Regions from separate parts of the Hordeum vulgare genome. Here region 1 is linked to region 2. A link is a contact called in public Hi-C data. All regions are on one chromosome and are shown on one strand. Each heading gives the region's core, a stretch centred on a gene start, on an enhancer-like site or on the middle of the called end of the contact. The rest is flanking DNA. Distances are from core to core; before and after follow the strand shown. Region 1 holds the start of LOC123399776 (squamosa promoter-binding-like protein 18). Region 2 has its middle 51 kb from the start of LOC123399775.

Region 1 (5,605 bases), core at 2,380-4,879, 69 kb before region 2:
AGGTTATACAAGAGAAATCATGCCCCAACAAAATTATGAAACCTTAGTTTTGCACGAAAGATGTACGAACAACTACAGGTAACATGAGCATTTTGGTGAGGGTTTGCATTTGAATTGATGTATTTTATAACCGAAGTTTCTGGTTCTGCGGTTACTATATGATTTTGTTTATTTTAGCTATGTATAATAGTAGCAACCAACATGGTAATAAAAAAGAGGTAGTTAGACAAGAAGAGTACCTTGTTGGGTTGTCATGAAGCTCCCAGAATTCATGCTATCTACCTGTGGCTTCCTGCGGCGTCGATTGTGCCCATCAAGGCGCTTTCTGCAGCTACGCTTAGCCTCATCAAACTCGGCAAGCATGTGGAACCTATGGAATAAGAGATTCACGATAAGAAAGATGGACATCTACGTGCAAAGGAGTACGAAGGAAGAGCTAACCATATATGAGTGTGTACTAATCAGTATCTACTGAAACTGTTGATGACATACCAAACACACATGATTGTAATAACGTGAAGAGACGAAATCAGAACACACTTGAAGACCATGCGAATACAACGTCGCATAACCTTGTTATAAGAAAATAAAAGCATTACTCTCATAATACAGGAAAGTGCTACAATGGCATGATAACCCGCCATGGTGCCATCATGGACCAATAACGGTGAATATAAGCTGCTGTATTGATCGTACGCATATCATATATGAGTAACTCATAATCAAAAACTACATGGACCAACACGGCACTCAAACAGAATGGTCCGGATACTTGTTTGTTGCCAAACATTAAAACAGAACACAGATTCGACCAAGAAAAGAGTACACACACACACGAGCAGCTGGACCACTCGGGTTTCAATGCGTCAGTTAACAAAGCTGAGTGCATGGGGGGTGGGCTTGGCTTTACAAAAAGTTTTCTACTGGGCCTGCAAAGCGCTGCAAATTAGTGCTACTCCTGTTGGGCATTTGGACCACGGCATAGGTTCCAACAGGCGTATGTCAGTGCGGCACCAGCCTGTATGTAAGTAGTATGTAGGAACACTGATGGAGCACAGCGTGGTGATCCAAATTTCGCTCCACCCGGCGCACTATTGCCTGATCGTGTGCCTGATGGGCGCCCAATCATTGCGAACGCGTCCCAACTGAAAATTTTCAATCTTTTATCGGGAGAAGACGACCAAATGATTGACGGGTGGTTTTTGTATTCCTTGAATTTTCAGGAGCCGGTTGGCTTTTGTTGGGCTCCAATGATTCAGCTAACCAGAAAACCCAAAAAAATTCAATTCGGAGACAACCGGCTCCACCAAAATGCAAGATGTGGGATCGTATTTGTTTCGACAATTCGCTCCGGTGGTCCGGCATCTCATGTGGAAAGAAACAAGGCTAGTAAGCATGATGCGGTCATGGCAGATGGGGTAGGCCAAGAATTTAATAAAACAGGTCATGTGTTGAGCAACATCTTTAAGGAGTGAACAGTCCCCACACAACAAAAACTGCTGCACACAATAACCCCACGAGTAAACCCAAAGAATTCGCATGGATCTGGTGGTTTTACTACTAATTCAGCAACGGGGGGCAGTCTTGTCAGACATAAACCACCTCAAGGGTAAAATGGGTTCATCCTAGAGTAACCTACGGTTAACAGTGGCTTGGTTAACACAGATTAACCCTCTTGTCTCCCTACTAGTTGGTTTAAAATATGTGATGATTTTTCTGGGGACTCCCCAGCAGAGCATTGCGCCTGTTTTCTTTAGCCAGAATAAAAGCAGTAGTGACATCTTTGTCAATGTCATGGAAAATCTGTGGTGATTTTTTGTTTGCCAGAATGAAAGTCGCAGTAACATATTTGTCAATGTCAGAAATTATGCTCCACTCTTGAGCTTCAAACCAGAGCCAAAAATAATAATTCAGGAAAGGGGAGAATCCAAGGGCAGGTTTGAAAATGTGGCAGCTAGCAAATCATAAAAAGGACTGGTGCAGCTGATCTTTGGCACATGGAGTGCATCAGCCACTTTTCGCTGGTAATAATTCACACCCGTGGGCTAGAAAGTTACTGGTGCAAAAGCGGGAAAATGGGAGGGTTATGAATCAGGTATGCAACTGGTTGCCCAAAGTAAAAAACATGGGGGGTACTTGATCCATATGGAAAGGCTGAAAAGTTAGTGCCGGATAAAGGAAAAGTTACTGGTGCATCCTTGTAAGAACAGTGAGATATGCTCAGCTCATTCAGTAGCCCTCCTTGCTTGGACTGGGAGCAACTGGTTAGTTTCAGCCAGGGCCTTTTCAGCCTTTTAAAAAAGGAAACGACGATCAGCGGTAAAAAAGGAGAAAAAAATGCGTGTGTGAAAGAAATGACTGGTGAGGCCAATCAGACAGTTCTTCTCATGCAGCAAGTATTTTCATGGCGACAGTTCAAGCAAGCAATGGTGTTCTTTTCTTTCACCGGTGTCACAGTCAAGGAGGATTGGTTGCTGATATGAGATGGATGGGAATGAGGGAATTTTTTGCAGTTTTGGCGGGTGATTGTTGGTTACCTGCTGCACTGCTGGCAGAAGCGCATCTCGCGGCCGGCGACGACGACGAGGGGCGTCTTGGAGTGCGCCTCGCACACCTTGTGCCGCCGGTGGTAGTCGCGGCACTTGCTCAGGTCGGCCTTGCAGCCGTCCACCGCGCACGACGGGCAGTGCCCCGCCCCCGCGCCGCCGCCGCCGCCGCCGGCCCCCGGGCGCGGCCGCTTCAGCGGGCTCGCGGACGGCACCACCGCCGCGGCGTTCGACGCCGACGCCGACAAAGACGCCGCCGGGCCATTCGCCGCCGCCGCCGTCGTCGCCACGGGCTGCTGCTTCATCTTGCCGTCCGCCGCGGGGCCGAACTCCCCCAGCCCTCCCAGCTTGAGGTCGACGGAGCACTCGGGGCGGCCCGGCGGCCCACGCGCGGCCGCGGCAGCGATGCCCGCCGCGGCGGGAGCGGCCATGGCCGGCACCCCGTCGTGCTCCAGCTCGGCCAGGTCCCAAGAACCCGGCATCTTGAGATCCCAATCCATGCCGCTCGCTCGCCCGCTCAGTCACTCAGCAGCCAGAGCAAGCAAGCAAGGAAGCAGGCAGGCAGCCCCACCGCCCCGCCTGGCGCTCCCGCAGTCACAGGGTGAGGTCACTGGTCGCCGGTTTGTCCGCTCCCTCCGGGCCGGCCCCCCCACCCTCGCTCCGCGACGCGGGCAGCTAGACACCAAGCAAGAATCATTGCGCGGTGACCACCATCCGGAACGCGAACGTGCAGCGGGGCATGCAGCGGCAGCTTATCCCGATAGGGATGTGGGTGCAGCGAAGCTGGCTGAGGGCTCGGTGGAGGGCAGGGCAGGGCAGCGCAGACGGCAGAGCACACACGCGCACGCACAGGCGACGAGCCAGCCAGCCAGCGAGCAGCAAGACAAGAAAGATGGCGCCAAGGGACTGGGAGGCAGTAGTCAGTACATGCTCGCAGAGGCAAGTGCGGCAGGTGTGTGGCATGGAGCAGGGACAGCCATGGATGGAGGAGCTACTCTCGCTACTCGCTAGCTAGTGCGGGTGTGGGCAGCAGGAGACTAGTCTCTTCTCTTCCTTCTACTCCTCCTAGCAGGGGGTGAGGGGGGTGGGGTGGGGTGGGGTGGGGGTGGTATATAATACTCCTACTACTAGTAGTAAAAATGTTTTGGGTTCCATTTTTTTTTGTGTGATTGCTGGGTGGTAGAAGCCATTCAACATCTTCGTCTTGATCAATCCCCTGACAGGGATTCCAAAGGAGGAGGAGGAGCAATGAATGGATGGCCCCATATGCCCCTCTCAGCGCCATGTTCACCCTTTAACACCAGCATGGAAGCCTTCCTTGTGCTGCCCCTGCAATTATTGGGGGCTAGGCTTGGTTTGGTTGGGGTTTTGAGGGCTTTGCTTTCCCTTTCTTGGCGCCTCAACAAAGGCGTGGGCGCGTGTTAGCGACCCCTAATCGCCTATGCTTAGCTTCTGATGGTCTAGCTATAACTAGACCCTGGTTTTGCTCATCAATCAAATATATATAAAAAAGCTCTCCATGGAGCAAACTATTTTTATGACAGTTTCGGAGGAAAAGAGTCTTGTGGTTTGTGGTTTTTCTAAGACCGCCTTTTGGATCGTAGGCGTGTGTGAGGTTCCTTATCCGAACCTCACGTTTTCACTCCTTTCATAAAGGTCAATGCAATGCAGCATGGGTGTTTGGAATTTCCTCTTCTGTGTGTCTTGAAGAAACGGTTGATGTTTCGAATAATTATTTTCTGGCTGATCAGCGTGTAAATTAAGTAAGCCTCTTTAATAGTTAGATACTCTTGATGCTGAGAGGCATGCGTCGTTTCAACATCCTAGGCGGTAGTAGACTTGACGAGGAGAGATGGCAGTTTGGAAGGCACCGCAGGTTTTTCACTCCTTGATTGACAATGCTGATCACGTGTTCAAACCTGCGGTTAGCATGACGGGCTTCTGACATGCACGCCGTTTTTATTTATCCTATGCATGTTTCTCTTCTGCTCGCATCTTTGGATCTTTGCAACAATCTTGCTCTCTCCACTGTACAATGGATCGCTAGTAATTCACTGTGAAACTAATCCATGCCCTCAAAACTCCATTCTTGTAGGAGGCAGAGAGCACTATGCACCAATTAATAGTAAGCTCTTGTTCACAACAAAAACCTAAAGTAATCATGTGTGCTACGATGAGTGTACTAGGCCACACAGCAAAACTCTGACTCTTGTCAAAAAGATATTCTCTGGGCAAAGCTTGCATGCACTTGCACCCAATATTTTAACACTACTTTAATCGCCCTCAAGATACGCCCCGGCCGCACCTCGATCCAGGCTTTTGGCCTGATCCGTTTGATATGTGAAAAACAGTGGCCGAGACCCGAGAGATGGTCCAATTATCCGCCACAGGTACGTCGCCTATCAGTTTTATATTGCATGCCGTTAGCTAGATTAGCGCCTTGTCGCCACCCTATGGCTGCATCATGCGCGCCAAACTTGGGAGCCTGGTGGTTTTGTATACTCCACGTCATGGCACATTATTTGTAACACAGTACCAAGAGAAAGACAAGGCTATGATACATTGTAGAATAGTGTTTGAGCGTGCTTGATTGGAATTTGGAAGGGAGACTGGCTCTCATGGACACGATATGCATGGGCTCGTTGCTTGTTTGTTTGCTCCTTTGGGGTGTTCTTGAGTTGTGGTGGAGTGTAGGGATAGCCCTAAGGAGATCTAGAAAGGTAAATGATAATGGGATGTGACATGATAGGTGAAAGATTGGACTAGCATGATAGGTGAAAGATTGTGCTACCATGATGGGCCACCTTGTAGCCGTAGGGAGCCTTTAATTTGTCAAGACATATTGGGTGGTGGATTGGTTGGTTGGAAACCGTTCTGCTGCTACTTACCGTTGAGGTTGTATCATGTGCACTTCGTGGCGCAAGTCATCTACTCACGTGCAAAAAAAATTCCATATTTTGAATTAGAAATTGATATGTTTCTTTAATGTGCACAAGATAGATCCACCACGTCGTATAAATAATTTTTTTAAGAGACATTGTTGTAAAAATGATTATATG
Region 2 (5,570 bases), core at 2,153-4,652:
ACCTCGATGTCATTCTAGAAAGCTTCCCGGCAAAGAAGGTGGGCTTTCCCATGAAATACCTCGGGCTTCCACCTTTCACACACAAACTGAACAGTTTTGATTGCCAATTCTTGGTGGACAAGGTGGCGGTCAAGCTCCCGCCTTGGCAAGGGAATAACATTAATACTGCTGGACGAACAACCCTTGTCAAATCTGTTTTGACTTCTATTGTGATCTTCCACATCACCACTTTTGATTTGCCTCCGGGCACCAAAAAAGCATCACAAAGATTCAACAGGCTTTCCTGTGGGCGGGGACCGATCAGATCTCGGGCGGCAAATGCAAAGTTAACTAGAAAGTGGTTTGTCATCCCACAAACCTGGACGGCCTGGGCATCCTCGACCTCGATAAATTCTCTCGGGCACTCAGGCTTCGTTGGTTATTGTTTGCTTGGGTGGACCCTCTCAGGGCCTGGATTGGCCTGGAAACCCCATGCGACGACAAGGACAAGGACATTTCTACGAGGCCACGAATATTAGCATTGCGGACGGTTTGAAGGCGAGTTTTTGGCACTCCCCTTGGCTCAATGGTCAAAAGCCTAAAGTCATTGCTCCGCGCATCTTCGCCCTTTCAAAGCGCCCCAAGAGCTGCGTAGCTAATGCGATGCACAACAATGCTTGGGTCAGGCATATTAACTTACAAGGCGGCCTGTCAGTTATCCTTCTTCAACAATTTTGTGATCTTTGGTCGAGTGTTCAACAGTTCAATCTTGCTCTGGGCGTTAGTGATAGCATCCGCTAGAAGTTCACGGCGGACAGTTGCTACTCCACGACCACAGCGTACAGGATGCAGTTTGCCGTGTTGATTAAGTCTGCATTGCCGCAGATGGTCTGGAAGATTTGGGCACCTCCTAAGATTAAATTCTTCTCCTGGCTCGTCCTAAAAGATAAAATCTGGACTGCTGATAGGCTGCAGCGCAGAGGATGGCCAGATTGTGGCCTTTGTCAGATTTGCAAGCAGGAGCCGGAGTCGGTGCCCCATATTATGTTCAAATGTCGTTTCTCTATGAGGGTGTGGAACTTCAATTTTAGTTGGCTGGGTTGGCAATCTTCGACCCTCTCTTGGGTCGACCTTCAGACGGTGAATCAATGGTGGGTCTCGAATGAGGAACGACCAGGCAACTCCACGAAGGCGATCAACTCTCTGCAGATGCTCGTTTGTTGGGAGATATGGAATGAGAGGAATGCTCGGGTCTTTCGAAACAAGGCTTCCTTGCCGTCGCGGGTGGCGGCGTCGATCAAGGATGAAGCAAAGACGTGGGTAGTGGCGGGTGCTAGGTTTATGGGTAATATTTTACCGGGAGAGCGATCCCCTTGCTCCGGCCTGAGTGGTCTTGTAACCTTAAGACAATGTTCTTCTGTCTTCTTAATTAATGAGATGAGGTAGAGCTTTTGCCTTCGTTTAAAAAAATATGTGTCAAGTCAGGGTGAAAGGGCTTAAGGGAGATGAAGTCTTCGTCGGAACCGTGGTGTGCGCTCGGTCGACGTGAGAGTTCTTTTAAAGTTGGGCCGCGTGTGTGTATCTTTATGTATGTATTCGGATCGTTGTGTAAAATAAAGCCAAGATACAGGCGTTCGTCGTCGGTAAAATCATGATGTCTCCTTCGTCTACCTTCGTTCGGCGTTTCGCCGGGAGGCTGCTCGGCGTGTGTGTCGTCGAGGAGGATTGGTCCGGGATTTGTCCCAACAACGAGAGGATAGCTAGCATGTGAGGATGTGACAGCAAGCTGCCCCTGCTTCCCGCTGTGCATCGGTGCTTCATTGTGCTCCTAGTCTTTTTTTTTGAAACGAAAGCAAAAGCTTTACCTCATCACATTAATAAAGAAGGGGTTTGAAACACAGTTACGAGGTCCATTACTCCTTCACAAATGACCGACGACCCACAGCCTACTCTCATGGCATGATCGAACTCAGTTTTTTTTTTTGCTCCGGCAAGTATCCAAATCCTTGCTTCGCTCTTAATCGATGCAACCATCATATTTGGCATTGTGCTCCTAGTCATTGGGCACTAGTGGTGCGGGGCGAGAGAGAGACGGCACCGTCCTAGTCTCCTAGAGGTGGCGGCAGCAGCGTAATAGAGAGAGGGAGGGGGACGGATGACGGATCGATGCCGCCGTGCCCGGGAGGAGGGCTGCCGCCTGCAATCTGGCTGGCTCCAATGGCTATGTCTTCCTCCCTTCTTCTACAGTAACAGTGGCTTCGAGTAGGAAAAGAACGCGAGAGCGAGAGCGAGAGAGAGTAATGTGTTCCCTGTAGCGAGAGATCAGTGCGTAAAAGTGTTCCCTGTAGCGCGGCGCGGCTCGCCCGCGACAGCGAGCCCGGGCGGCTCCAGACCCACACGAGGTAGGATCTTGCCGATATTCGCACGTCACGGGCGCACCGCACTGGTGGCGGGCGAGCCGGCGACGGCGAGCCGCCCCTTTCATCGGCGAGGGAGGAGTGGCCGGCACGGAAATCTGCGTTCCGTCAGGTGGTCTGAAACCGACGTACAACGTAGCGATGGAACGTGCAGTGATTTCTGAGTAGAGGGAGGCCGCCATACTTGCTACTACTTGCGCAGGAGCAGGTGCAGGAGTCCGACCGTACTGCAGGTTTGGTCTTCAGCGCCAGTGCACTATGGACATGTAGCATGTCCTAGGTCACAAGACTCAGGGATTTGCAAGTACTGCTGCACGTTGCATAATCCATGTCCCAGGCTCTCTATGAAATCTGATCAGGTCAGGGCCAAATCCACGTTGCTAAAATCGCCGATCGAAGCGACGTCGCCAACCAACACCCTGAAAAGATATTTTACAGCGCAAAGATTATGACGAGTGAAATTGATGGCCTTTGTCAACAAGGCAGGTGCTTGATTATGGGGCACAGTTGCCTATATGTGCAAAGATGTCGACACAAACGGATCGACGGCGCATCAATTGGACATGACATTGACACCGGTGGAACCAACGGTCCGATCATCAGCTAAAACTTGCAAGAAATGGAATTCCACGAATCTACATGTGATGTCTCAGGGTTGGTGCCCAAGCCGTGGGCAGTATGCTTTTGCTGCGGCCGCGCCATATATGTAACTGCCGGACAATAGAGGTCCTTGGGAAGGACTAGCATGTGAGACGAGGACTCATCAATGGCCGGCCGGCGGCTGGGTTTTGGGCGGGCTGCTCGTGCATCGCGCGCGCAGGAGACACACGGCTGACGGCTTGCCGTGTATGGATGAATGTGCTCCTCGAGTCGTTGGACACTGGTGGCGCTGCTGATGCTGAGACGGAGAGAGACACGGCCGGGTAGCCCCCTAGCGCTAGCAGTAGCCGAGAGAGAGAGGGACTGATAGCGCAATCTGACTGCGATGGTTCCCTCTCTTCCTCTAACTCTTAGAATAAGAAAGATAGACAGAGGCAGCGACACACACAACGTCTTCACCCACTGTAGCGGCGCGACGCCGGAGCAGTGTCCGGGAGGGCGACGGGGTATCATCGCCCGCTCGCAAGCTTGCGAACTCGCGTCCTGTCCCCGTCGGGTGGGCCCGGAACAAGTAATCTGTGAGGCCTTCTTTTTTCATGGGATTGCAATACCACATTCACATTGATACAGAGAACTTGATTCTCAATTAAAAAAAAACTTGTTGAAAATAATTTGACATGTACTATCATATTTTGATCTTTCTTTTCGGACGAAGGCTTATGCCCGTCCTTCCTTAAACTAAAGCCCTGTGATATTTTGTTTCCCTTGTTTATTTGCCCAAAAAAACCTGGACCTCACTCGATCCAACTTCGGATCGAATGAATTAACCAAAAATACTGCGGGAGTTTTACCGCAGTATTATTGGTTGATATGGACCATTCGTTAGCACTGAATTAATGACCCTTGTTAATTGGAGGATACCAGAGAACAACTCGAAGCAAAACACCATGGCCAGGCCAGCAATGGAGGGTTCTCCTCCCCGGTTGCACCGGCATTGGCACCAGGGGCCGTTGTAAAAGCATCTATAGCCGAACTTAGTAAATATGATCTCGTAAACGTTCACGGACGCGTCGGATCAATGATCGGGCTTGTCTTTTATTTGTCCGTCTGCAAAGTCATTCTTCTTATTTTCTTCCTTATATGTCCGGTCTCTGACATGACTGGTCGAGAGGAAGAAAGAGAGAGAGAGAGAAATGAATGAATAAATAAAAAGAAAATATGGTTCAGGGTGAGGTCGCGTTCTACGTGGCGGACTGACCGGGCGCATCGGACACGTTCGCGAGCCCTCGTATCCTTCCTACATTTGAGATGAATATGAAGGGTGCCGGTCAGTCCGGATGTTTAGAATGAAAGTGGGGATCCGGTTGGATCAAATTATTTTTGACCGGACACTAATCGGAAGGACGTTCCACACATTTGAGGAGGATCTAGAGGGTGCGGATGTAGATGTTCTAACAATGCGGTTCTATCCTACCCAGACCAGTTAATCATGCACGAACCGAACGGTACGGACGAGCGGGTTCTTGGCAAAGCTTGCATGATGCAGGAGTTGTCAGTTTTGATGAAGAAGACTGTACCGTACGCCTGCACACTCCTGGTCTGCGCCTGTGCTTCGTGGACACGGCGGTAATGGCCAACGTGAGTACGTACAGGGCGGCTTGCGATAATAATTGCCTTGTTGTTAGAGGAGAGATCTCCTGCGACTAAATGCGTCTCCTGTACGTACCACGTCCTAGGTATCAGACCCATATTAGATCTGCAGGCTGGCGCCTCATCAAAAAACTTGACAGAAGACGCAGCCAGCCACAGAAACAATTGCCGTGCCCACGGCCACCAGTACTCTTTCTTACTCGACAGTGCCTTGAATGCAAATTTACGTGACGCGCTAGGTAACAACACACAATGGTTCAAAAAGTACTGTCAGGTGCCCTGAATGCTCTTCATGGTCTCGCGTTTGGGTCACCTAGGAAAAATAACATCAACTATAGAGGCCAACCTACAGCAGCTAAGCCTGCTAGCATCATGGCCGTGTTGTGTCACTGTAGCAGTTCATCCCTTGTCGGTTTGAGTTACTGACGCGGCGGCCATGCACGTACGTCTCTTTGACCGGAGGTCGATGTGCAAGGCGTCCGGCCGATCCAGCAATGGAGCGTGCTAACTACTAATCGACGGCTCATCAATCGGACATGACACTGGGAAGTGACGGCCCAATCATCGGCTAAACCTTGCAAGAAATGGAGATCTACATGTATGTAGTACTGTCTCACGGTTGGTGTCTAAGCCGTGGGCGTTATGCCTTTGCTGCGCTATATATGTAAGTAGAGTATGTAGTAGGACTTAACTGTCCAACAGTAGAAGCCGTTGCAAAGGACTGATTATGTACTCGACCGCCCGCTAAAAGTTGCTTTGCCCTTTCTACTTGAGTGAGCAAAATAAGTGCATGGCGTACGTGCACCCTTTCTTGCTTGCTAGGTCGTCACTTTAGTCTAGCTAGATCTACCGAGTGCACCTAGCAAGAAAGAGTGCACATACGCCAAGTTAATCGATCATTTATTCAATTAATCGAACAATTGA

What was found. Hi-C and Micro-C count contacts between places; a contact is called where the count stands out from the background.
Region 1: a Hi-C map of leaf shows a contact between it and region 2, with 4 times the contacts expected there. The contact joins the promoter of LOC123399776 here to the enhancer-like site in region 2. A contact is called at or near these places in 3 of 6 Hi-C or Micro-C datasets (leaf and seedling) and 1 of 1 datasets of contacts at active chromatin or transcription factors (embryo).

What each region holds. Positions count from the first base shown.
Region 1 is chr5H:488,253,380-488,258,984 of MorexV3_pseudomolecules_assembly, reverse strand. LOC123399776 (squamosa promoter-binding-like protein 18) reads right to left here and starts at 3,629. Exons shown (of 3, transcript XM_045094159.1): 1 at 2,538-3,629; 2 at 240-370. The coding sequence starts at 3,046.
Region 2 is chr5H:488,183,778-488,189,347 of MorexV3_pseudomolecules_assembly, reverse strand. No RefSeq gene overlaps it. Among protein-coding and RNA genes, the nearest start is that of LOC123399775, 51 kb to the right of the region's middle. Within about 2 kb of position 3,402, at least 1 of the 3 cell types and tissues checked has open chromatin away from gene starts, as enhancers often do. A contact at or near this core is called in leaf, where this site is marked.